2 separate regions of the Oryctolagus cuniculus genome follow, and region 2 is linked to region 1. A link is a contact called in public Micro-C data. All regions are on one chromosome and are shown on one strand. The core of a region is the stretch at or near the end of the contact, and the rest is flanking DNA. Distances in the headings are between cores, read along the strand shown.

Region 1 (5,134 bases), core at 331-2,830:
TGACAGGATGAAGAAGGTCTCACTGAGAAGGGGCTATGTGGGTCAGACTGGAAGGAGGTGGGCGAATAAACCAAGTGGTGATCTGGGGAAATGGGTTGTTGGCAGTGGAAATGCCCTGAGCAAGGGCCAGTGTGCCAGGAGGGGCGTGAGGAGAGGAGAGAGAGGAGCTATCTAGTCTGAGTGAAACGGGGGGGTGGACGAGACGTGGTGGTTTTGAGCAGAAAATCTGAAAATCTGCGTTGGTTTAGGAGGACCAGGGACACTGTGGCTGCTGTGCTGACAGCGGCCTCTAGTCTCCAGGGACCCCCTGGGAGGAGGATTTTATAGTAGTGCAAGTGAGAGGAATGATGTTGGCAGCGGTAGCTGGACTTCAGGTGTCTACCACGGCCAGGTCAAAGGGACTGGAATGGGTACAAGTGTGAGAGATGATCGAAAACACCTCCAGTGCTGGAAGCGAAGGCTTCTTTTATGAGTATTGCCTGCTCTTAAACCACACGACCTCCCCAGTCCGATTTTCAACCAGATAACTCAATTTTTTGTCCCAGTGAGAATGCAAGCAAATCACTTCCAGAAGATTTCCAGTCAGCAACACAGCAAGCCAAAGCACACAAACAGGCTACAGCCGCGGCTCTCCACACTCTAGAACAAACTTAATCTAAAAACGCTGGGCGCGTCGACCCATTCTTGGTTTACAAAACAAAGCCACAAAACACAGAAGAGCTCTCTTACTCTGTGGGAATACACTGCGCCTATATCAATCTTGTATGGGTTCATTTTCTGCATCTCCTTTTCCAGGTCATTCTGGTTGTTGAAGGACTGGTAGCGAATGTAAATATCATCTTTCAAAGTGAACGAAAATTCACGGTGCTGGAAGTAATTCTTTACCACTGCAAAACAAGTGCGCATTTTAGTCAATTCGGTGCTGCAGTCAGCTCTGGATATTATGACATCAATCCATCAGAAGATGCCCCACAATGTGTTAGGGGTGAAAAAAAAAAAAAAAAAGACAGGACCTAGTCCCTAATTTGAAGAGGTTTACCATCCCACATTTACGAGGGATAAGCGATATTAAAACTTGTAATGTCACTTCTCTCTCCTCGGTGGGCACGAATAAATTCCGCTGCACTTCCCCAGGAGGCGCGCCTCCGTCCCGGGCAGATCACGCCTCCGCAGTTTCCTGCTGCGACCCGGTAACGCGCTCCCGCCGTGCGCCCGACCACGTAGGGGTCGCCAGCTGCTCACACCCGGGATGGGAGTTCGGGGGCGCCCACTGCAGAGCGGTGGGAAGGCTCCGGCGCGACGCTCGGCGCGCAGGCGGCACATTATGGTCGTTCTAAGACCCCCGCTTGCAACCAATTCCCGCCCCGCCGCCCGCCTCCATCACCTCCGCCATAGTTGAGCCAGCGGTAATACTGCGCGTAGGGGAACAGCCTCCGGTAATAAAGCTTAAGCAGCTCGGGCAGCTCGGCTGGGTCAAACGACTCCATGAGCGCAGAACCAGGTCCAGGCAGGGTTACCGCAAGAATTGGCGGGAACGGCACGACCCGAGCGCCCACTACTGCGCAGGCGCGTTGGGCCGCGTCCCCGCGACGCTGGGGCTGCTGGGAATTGTAGTTCCTGCTTAGGGTTGGCCTAGGCCACGGGAGCACTAGGGGCACCGCTGTTGTGGTCCCTGTCTATTCTGGAAGGATCCCCGGAGACACGAGGCTGGAAACGTTCTGACTTAGGGAATGAAGTGAAAAAGATGTTCCATGCTAACCTTATGGCTGTTTAGAAGTAACATATCATTTAAAAAAATATATTATTAGCTTGTTTGTGTACAAAGATGGGCTTTTTTTCATTTTAAGATTTATTTATTTATTTGAGAGGCTGAGTTATAGACATTGAGAGGGAAAGACAGGGGACCAAGTATCCTGTCACTTGAAAATCATCATCTGATGGGGCCGGCGCTGTGGCGCAGCAGGTTAAAGCTCTGGCCTGAAGTGCCTGCATCCCATATGGGCAGTGGCTCTAGTCCTGGCTGCTCCACTTCCGATCCAGCTCTCTGCTATGGCTTGGGAAAGCAGTAGGAGATGGCCCACCACGTGGGAGACCTGGAAGAAGCTCCTGGCTCCTGGCTTCAGATTGGCACAGCTCTGGCTGTTGAGGCCATCTGATGAGTGAACTAACGAATAGAAGACCCCTCTCTCTCTCTGTAACTCTGCCTTTCAAATAAATAAAATAAATCTTAAAAAAAAGAAAACCATCATCTGAATAAATTTTATTTTTTACAATAATAGTAGGAAAGGAAGGAAAGACTAGACTCTCTAGTCAGCTGCTAATTAGTCTAATTCAGAAAATGAACTGGTTTCCTCGTGCCTGTGGGCAAAGTAGTAAAAAAATGGGCTCTAGGTATATCAGACCTATTTGAATATTCCTAGAGATCTGGCTTCCTATGCAAAACTTGGTTGATTTTATTTGTTTTTAAAGATTTATATATTTAATTGAAAGAGTTACAGGGAGAGAGAGAGATTCCATCTGCTGGTTTACTCCCCAAATGGTCACAATGGCTAGAGCTGGGCCACTCCTAAGCCAGGAGCCAGGAACTTCTTCCAGGTCTCCCACATAGGTGCAGGGACCCAAGCACTTGGGCCATCCTCTGCTGCTTTCCCAGGTGCATTAGCAGGGAGCTGGATTGAAAGTGGAGCAGCCGGGACTCAAACCAGTACCCATATGGGATGCGTGCATTGCACGTGGTGGTTTGACCCACTCTGGCACAACAGCAGTCCCTATTTTTTAAGTAATTTAAAAAATTATTTGCATCTACTTGAAAGGGAGATGAGAGAGACAAAGAGAGAGATCTTCCACTTGCTGGTTCACTCCCCAAATGCTAGGGATAGGCCAGGCTGAAGCCAGGAGCCTGAAACTTCATTTGGGACTCCCATGTGTGTAGCAGGGGCCCCAGCACTTGAACCACCACCCCCTGCTTCTCAGAATGCATTAGTGGGAAGCTGGACCAAAGCAGAGGAGCCGGACCTTGAACTGACACTCTGATACGGGATGTGGGTGTTACAAGCGGTGGCTTAATCGCCTGTGCCACAGCTTCCACCCCTACTGTCATTTTCCATGAACTTTTTGAAGTGCTCCCATAATGCAGAAAATTTCAGTAACATGAATGACATCACAGAGCTAGTATGTGGCAGAGGCATGAAGCAGAGAATCAGATAGCCTGGCTTCCAGAGTCTTTATGTTTAACTCCTAAGCTGTATGCTGCTGTATCTTTCTACAAGAGGTTGTTGTGAGGGTTACATTGGATAAACTAAGGAGTATGTGGTACACAGTCCAAAGTCCAGAGCCACACAAGACAAGGTTCTTTAAAGATGCTTTGGTGTGGAGACCTTTATATTGCTTCTCAGCCCTTTGGCTAAGATCAACTGTAGAGACCTTTATCCCAAGTGCCACTAGGAGGCGGTGTTGCCATTCAGATAATTTCCCCTTGTGCTTTTATCCACAGTGATACAAAACCCTTTTCTCCATCAAGTCTTACGGCTTCTGGTTAGCCCACGCTCTTCAACCTTTTTGGACTTGCCTATCAGCCCAGATCTCTCTCCCTAAGTTCTTTGCAGGCTTGGAACCTACTCATGGACCTCCCTTGCCATTCAACTCTAACGTTATTCTGGGTGTTTTTAGCATCTAAAAGGATGATCTATTTTGTGAAGATGACTCATCAGTCACTCTTTCATTCTTTCACTTATTTCGCAAATAGTTAATGAACGTATTGCCATGGTTAATTTTATGTGTCCCCTGGACTAGGAACACCTAAACTATAGGTAAAGCGTTGCATCTGTGTTTGTAAGGAGACTGGCACAGGAATCTATGGACCAAGAGGACATCTCACCTCACTGTGGGCCGGCCCCAGGCAATCAGCTGGGGACCTGGATAGAACGAATGAGGCAAAGGGAAGGTGGTTTCCACTCTCTAGGAATAGGGTCACTCTTCTGCTCCTGGACATGAGAATTCCAGGCTTGCCAGGCCTTCCCTGGCCTTTGGACTTGGAGTTGGGCAGCCACCAGAGTCCCTGGCATGGGACTTCTTCCCACCCCACCCCTATCGTCCATGGTGTGACACAGTTCCCCTAATAAATCCCTTCTCATATATCGCAGTCTATAGCTGTATGAAGGTACTTCAAACAAATTTGTGGAAAAATGGATTAAAAAATAAATTAATTTTGGTGCAAAAAATTTTGAAACCTGTGCATATGAGATGGTTTTTAAACATTCATGAAAAATGTATGTATGTGGATTTCTAAATTTTTTTTGCACCAAAATAAGTTTATCTTTTAATTTTATTTTTCACAAACTTTGTGAAGTACTCATATATATGTGTGTGTGTGTGTATAAATGCACACGCACACACACACATATGTACATGAGAATCTTGACCAATATCGTACGTGTTGGACACTTAGGTAGAATCTAGGGAGAAAAAAAAAACTAATGAATGGCTTCTGCTTCCAAGAAAGCAGTTTTTTTGTTGGGGCAATAGACACAAATAAAAAAGTATAATAAGGGCCAGTGCTGTGGCTCAGTGGGTTAAAGGCCCCCTGCAGTGCCAACATTCCCACATGGGCACCAGTTTGAGTTCTTGCTGCTCCACTTCTGATCCAGCTCCCAGCTGATGGCCTGGGAAAGCAGTAGAAGATGGGTTTGGACACCTGTACCCATGTGGGAGACCCAGAAGAAGCTCCTGGCTCCTAGCTTCGGATCAGCTCAGCTCTGGCCATTGTAGCCATTTGGTGAGTGAATCAGTGGATGGAAGACCTCTCTCTTTCTCTCTGTATCTACCTCTCTCTGTAACTCTGTCTTTCAAATTAATAAGATAAATATTAAAAAAAAAATAAAATCCTATGTGAGAGGTCTTCAAAAAGTTCACAGAAAATGCATATCATGAAAAAACTATGCATGAATTTCAAAAATTTTTGCACCAAAACAAACTCTGCAATTCCATTTTTCCATGAACTTTGTGAAGCACCCTCATAGCTGCAATTTTTTTTTTTTTAGATTTTTTCATTTATTTGAAAGGTAGAGTTACAGAGAGTTAGAAGCAGAGGCAGAGAGAGAGAGAGAGAGAGAGAGAGAGAGAGAGAGGTCTTCCA
Region 2 (5,762 bases), core at 1,145-3,644, 150 kb after region 1:
CTGCCCGAAGCCCGGCTCTCTGGAGTGGTCGCTGCTGCTCACACAGGAGTTGGCCCCCGTGGTGACGTCCACTGCGTTGTCGGAGGTGAAGAAGCTGTTCCTGCCGAAGTCTCCGTTGCTCTGAACTTTGTACGGCTGGCAGGAGCTCGCGCTGGCCTGGATGCCTGTGCTGACGGTGCCCAGGGCTGGCTGGCCCACCACACTGGGCACGGACGGGAAGGCAGCAGGAGCATCGTGGTCTTCTGTCTTTGGTGGCAGCGGCGGCTGCGACAGAGGCAGGCCGTGGCCGGTGTCGCCGGCGACGCTCCTCTCCTCCTCTTTGTAGCTTCCGCCGGCATCGCTGGGCAACGCGTAGCTTCTGTCGGGGACGAAGTGCTCCCCACCGCTGCGGAGTTCGCCGAGCGGGTGGGCAGGTTCGGCTGAGGGGCAACTCAGGGCCGCAGGGTGACTGTCCCCGGGGCCGGTGAGGGGCTTGGCCACGGCAGTGCTCTCCAGGTCAGGGAAGGTGGAGTGGCAGGCCCGGAGGAGGTCCTCCATGCCCAGGCGCTCGGCCACCTCATAGATGACCCCCACGTTGATGAGGTCCGTGAAGAGCTCCGACGTGTAGACGAAGCTCAGGATCTTCTCGAAGTTGGCGGGGGTGATGAAGTCCACCACGTAGGTCCTGGCGGCGTCAAGTCCGGCATTCAGGAAGAGGTTCTGGAAGTAGCCGGCCGCGCAGGCCAGCACGGCCTTGTGGGCCGGGAAGGAGCGGCTCCCCACCACGATGGTGACATCGCACATGGTCTCCGAGAGCCGGCACTTGTTGAGTTCCTTCAGCAGGTTGTTGGGGTGGTTGGTGCTTTGCAGTTTGATCCTCATGCCCATCTTAGCAGCTCCGATGACGGCGCCTCCTTCTCAGCCGCTTGATCTGTGGGTAGCCAGAGACAGAGACGGATGAGCCTTCTGCTCTGCGGAAGACACCACCACTCCGAGCAGGAGTGAAGGGCCCTGGAGGGCCAGACAGTGGCCCCGCCCCCTGCATGCACCGTCACCATACCACGTTTCCCAGAGGACCGCAAAAGACCTGGTGGCTTGGTCTCAAGAGACAGGCAGAGGGGTCGCAGGCCTGGCCGGGTGGGAAACTTGCACCCTGGAGCCGAGTGGGAGCGTTCGCTCCGACACAACCCCACGCTTCGTTAGCAGAGCGCCTGGCCCAGACTGTTCTCTGCCTCCTTTCCTCCCAGGAGCAAACTTGCGCGTCTCGGCAAGTACACTCTCTTCCCTCCCAAGGCCAAACACCATACACAGCCCCGAACGCAACGACCAAGGCTCCCTCAGCTCCCTAGGAAAAGATAAGCCTTCTCTGCCTCCTTCCAGCCCCTAAATAAATCTCATTCCTGAATGCCCCCCTCTCCTGGCCTCTGACACCCAGAGGCTGCTTATTCTGCAAACACGGCGACCCCAGGGCAGGAAAGCACGGGGGGGGGGGGGGGGGGGCTGTGCCTTTTTCTCCTGCTCACTGCCTCTTCAGGGGTACACGGGCCAGGTCCCCGGGAGAAAGACGCCCACTGCACACACAGGTAAGCCTCCTGGAGGCGCGGTCCACACCGCCTTCCCCGCCCTGGACTCCTGCAGCCCAAGGAAGAAAGGCCCACCACATTCCTGTCCCCTCGTCCGTCTCCCGCCTCGCCCCGCGCAGCACGGCCCCCCGTCTCCGGCTCTCCCGAGTCTACCAACAACTCCCAACTTTTCCTGGAGCCCAGGAAGCTCCGCAGTGTCGCTGGGTACCGGCCTGGCAGCTCCCGGGCCTGGCGGCCACTCAATGGCCGGCGAGTCGGGGGCACTGGCGGCCGCCGGGCGGGGAGGGTCGCAACTTCCCAAGAAGGGCGCCCCAACAAGCCGGCGGCGCCGCGGTCTCCCCTGCCCTGTGGGGGTCGGACGCGGGAGGGAAGGGCGTTGGATCGGGCTGGGGCGCTCAGGCTCCGGGCGGGCACCGAGCGCCTCGGCCCCTCCAAGACAGCAGCGGGTTCATCCGGGCGACCCCGCGCAGGGGGGCGAGGGCGCGGGGCCGACAGGGCCCCAGGGAGCGGCGGCGGGGTCGGCCGGGGCAGGCCGGGGTCCGCGCGCCGGCGGGCAGGAGGGGTCCGGCCGCGGGGACGGGCAGGAGGGAGCCCAGCGAGAGCGAGGGGAAAAGGCCGGGCCGGGGTCGGGCCTCGGCCAGGGCAGCCCTCGGCCCGGCCGCGCTTACCCGGCTCCGCGGGCCCCGAGCACCATCGCCGCCGCCGCCTCACACAAAGGCCCCGGCCCGCTGTGCCCGGCCCGACGAGGAGGCGGCGCCGCTGGCCGCGGCCAGACTCTCCATCCGCCGCGCCGCTCGCCGCGCCGGCCCGGGCCGCCCCCGCCGCCCGGCCCGCAGCGCCCCCCGCCGTCCCGGAGGAGGCAGCGCCCCCCGCCGCCCGGCCCGCAGCGCCCCCCGCCGCCCGGGAGGAGGCAGCGCCCCCCGACGGCGGGGCGGGCGCGAGGCCCCGCGGGGGGCGGTCCCGACGCGGCCAGGCTTGGCTTTTGCGAGCTTGGACCTCGGTGCTGAGGCCCAGTCTTCCCGCGCCCTGGTGCCCGGGAGGTGAAATCCCCTCTCCAAAGCCCCAGGCTGCCCTGTGACGCGTCTCATCGTTCCGGAAGCTCCTTCTCAAACGTCCGCTGCTGCAGTTTGAGTGGTCAGCTTGCTGATTAAGTTAGGCCGCGCGGACTCTCTCTCCGCTCTTAGCGCGCTGGCTGGCTGGCTGGGAGGTCAGGTGCGCAGTGTGAATGTGAGCCAAGGAATGCAGGTGCGCACTGGCAGACCCTCCCTCCGGAGGGTCCACTGCGGCTGCCCCCCATCCGAGATGGCCCAGTGGGGGAAGTCACAGGATGCCCCTGCACCGTGGCCGCCCCGCCTGCTTCCCGAAGCCTGAGCACTCCATCATCTCTCTGCCTCCAGGGCTCCTGTCCAAGAATTGCTATCAAACCAAAACTGCCTGACCTGCTTGCCTCCGCTCCTTCCAGGGACAGCAGGAGTCCCCGTGACCCGCCTCCCCCGCCCCCTTTATTTGAACCTCTCTTCCTGCAACCGCAGGCACTGCCACAAGCCGGCCCAGAGCCCCAGGGTAGGCACACAATTGAGACAGGACTTCCTTGCAGGATAAACGCGAGGGAGGGGCGCATGGGATGCTGCCAACTGACTGCTGCCCGTGTGGCTGCTCAGCAATGGTCAAGTCTCTGGATGAGTTCGAAAGATTGTGGGTCCTCCTCTCCACTCCTCATTAGCCAGTGGGCAGTACCGCACGCTGGCCAACATCCGCTTGTTAGCTAGAGGACGTGGAAACAGCCACACAAGCTGCTCTTGTAGGTTGCGGGCAGGGAATCCCACACACGAAAGTGTTCTTACAGACAGGCCAGCCTTCCAGCTGGGCAGTGGGGTCATGCCCCCCCCTGCACCGGGAGTGGACATCACACAGCCAGCAGGCCCGAGACCTCCAGCACAACACCGAGGTGCCAGATGGAAGGGGCTTGGCCTGTTCACTCTTGCTAACCAGCTGCCGTGGCTGTCTCTGGAGCATGGACCCTGGTACCTCGGGCCAGCAAACCACCTGAAGTGTGCAGATAACATGTATACTGTTAGACTGAGGTTTTTAAAAAGTGAATCACGGGGCTGGCCTTGTGGCACAGTGGGTTGAACTGCTGCATCCCACACCAGCATCCCACATGAACTCCAGTTCCAGTCCCAGCTGCTCCACTGCCCATCCAGCTCCCTGCTAATGTGCCTGCTCCACTGCCCATCCAGCTCCCTGCTAATGTGCCTGCTCCACTGCCCATCCAGCTCCCTGCTAATGTGCCTGCTCCACTGCCCATCCAGCTCCCTGCTAATGTGCCTGGGAAAGCGGTAGAAGATGGCCTCCTGCCACCCATGTGAAGACCTGGATAGAGTTCCGGGCTCCTGGCTTCAGTCTGGCCCAGCTCTGGCCATTGTAGCCATTTGGGGAGAAAGCCAGCAGATGGGAGATCTCTGTCTCTCCACCTCTCTCTCTCTCTCCCTCTCTCTCTCTGCCTTTCAAATGAATACATAAATAAAATCTTTTTTTAAAAAATAGCTGGGGCCAGTGTCCTGGTCTAGCTGGTAAAGCTGATGCCTGTGAGGCCAGCATCCCATAAGGGCGCCAGTTCATGTCCCAGCTGCTCCACTTCCGATCCAGCTCCCTGCTATTGGCCTGGGAAAACAGCGGAGGATGGCCAAGTCCTTGGACCCCTGCAGCCACGTGGGAGACCTTCTGATGAAACTCCTGGCTCCTGGCTTCTGCCTGCCCCAGACCTGGCTGTTTGCCATTTGGGAAATGAGCCAGCAGATGGAAAATTGACCTCTCTCTCCCTCCCTCTCTGTAACTCTGACTTTAAAAATAAATAAATCTTTAAAAAAAAATAAAATGAATCACCAGTCAGTCACGATAGCAGACATCCACGAAGCTCAGTGAAGAAGAAAGGGCCAGGAATTTAGCTGAGGTCAGGTTAACCAGGTCTCCTTAGGCACCGACCTCTCTCCAGCAGGAAGGGGAGGGCCGGGATCTGCTCACATATTCTCCAAGTACAAAAGCAGGAATCTGATTTTTAAATGTGTCTTCATTGCTGCCGGAATCCTCAGCGCTGCAATTTTTGTCAGCCCCACCAGAGAGCAACCTTCCTGCACGGACGCTCCTACTTGGCAAAGCAGTGGTCTCATCTCCTATGTGCCTGACTCCCACCAAGCCTGAGCAGAACCAACGCGCGAGGCTTGCATGACCCATAGAATTCCCCACAGTCTGCAAAAGTGCCCCCTCCAGAGATCTTTTTCTTTTTTTTTTTTTAAAGCAAAGCGCTGAGTCGCCAAAGAGAGGCTCTGGAATTGGGGCTGGGGGCGCTCTTTGATGTCTGGCTCTGAAGCTGACACCTGTGCTTCTGAGCTCACCCTCAGTCCAAAGCAGCCCCATCAGGTTCTGGGATGGCAGAGCTCTCACTGGACTGAGACAACTGCAGGAAGTGGCCCCTGTCCTTCCCCTGCCTAGGGAGGGGTCGACTTTGTAGGCGCTCGATTCAGGGGTCTGACCAAGGCTCCCAGCCAGGCTAAGGCAGGGAGCTGAGGCCTTCCCAGTTTCCACTGGGGCACTGGCACCCCCGCCTCGGGGTCAGGGGCCTGTTGATAGTTGACACATCAGATTAATGAGAGACATCACAGCCACACACACCGCTGTGGGGCCAGCGCTGCAGGGCCAGGCTCACGATAGAGGGGTCTGAAATCAATGTTTTCCTACTATAACTAAGGCAGCCAGTCAACACTTAAAGATCAAGTTCTGTTTGCTCGTGCCCAGCCCTGCTAGATTCTAAACCCCACGCACAGATCAGCTCATCCCCAGCATCTGTCCCAGAACCCACGCTCGACAGGTAGAGACAGAACCCACACTCGACAGGTAGAGACAGGAAAAATGCTCCAGTGCTGTAGAGGCACCCCCTCTCTGACCAGGGCTGTGCACCTCCCTCGCCCAAGTGCAGATTCCAGAACTGATGTGTCCCAGGCCCGTCCTAGAAATACAGACAAGCCGTTCCAAACACCTGTGCTGTCTTCATCTGGAGCGGATCTGTGAAGGTTTCTGCGTGTTAGGCATCATCTTCTGAATTCATTTAAAGAAAAAAAGATTTATTTATTTGAAAGGCAGAGATATATAGAGAGGGAGATAGAGAGAACGCGCCATCTTCCATGCACTGGTTCACATCCT

What was found. A called contact is a pair of places that touch in the nucleus more often than the background predicts.
Region 2: a Micro-C map of ear pinna shows a contact between it and region 1, with 5 times the contacts expected there. The contact joins the promoter of ZBTB39 here to the promoter of PRIM1 in region 1. A contact is called at or near these places in 3 of 6 Hi-C or Micro-C datasets (ear pinna, psoas muscle and an unstated tissue).

The regions. Positions count from the first base shown.
Region 1 is chr11:59,494,663-59,499,796 of mOryCun1.1, forward strand. It overlaps PRIM1 (DNA primase subunit 1), which reads right to left and starts at 1,581. Exons shown (of 13, transcript XM_002720916.5): 1 at 1,385-1,581; 2 at 730-887. The coding sequence starts at 1,487.
Region 2 is chr11:59,643,990-59,649,751 of mOryCun1.1, forward strand. ZBTB39 (zinc finger and BTB domain containing 39) reads right to left here and starts at 2,395. Exons shown (of 2, transcript XM_070052424.1): 1 at 2,231-2,395; 2 at 1-910. The coding sequence starts at 867.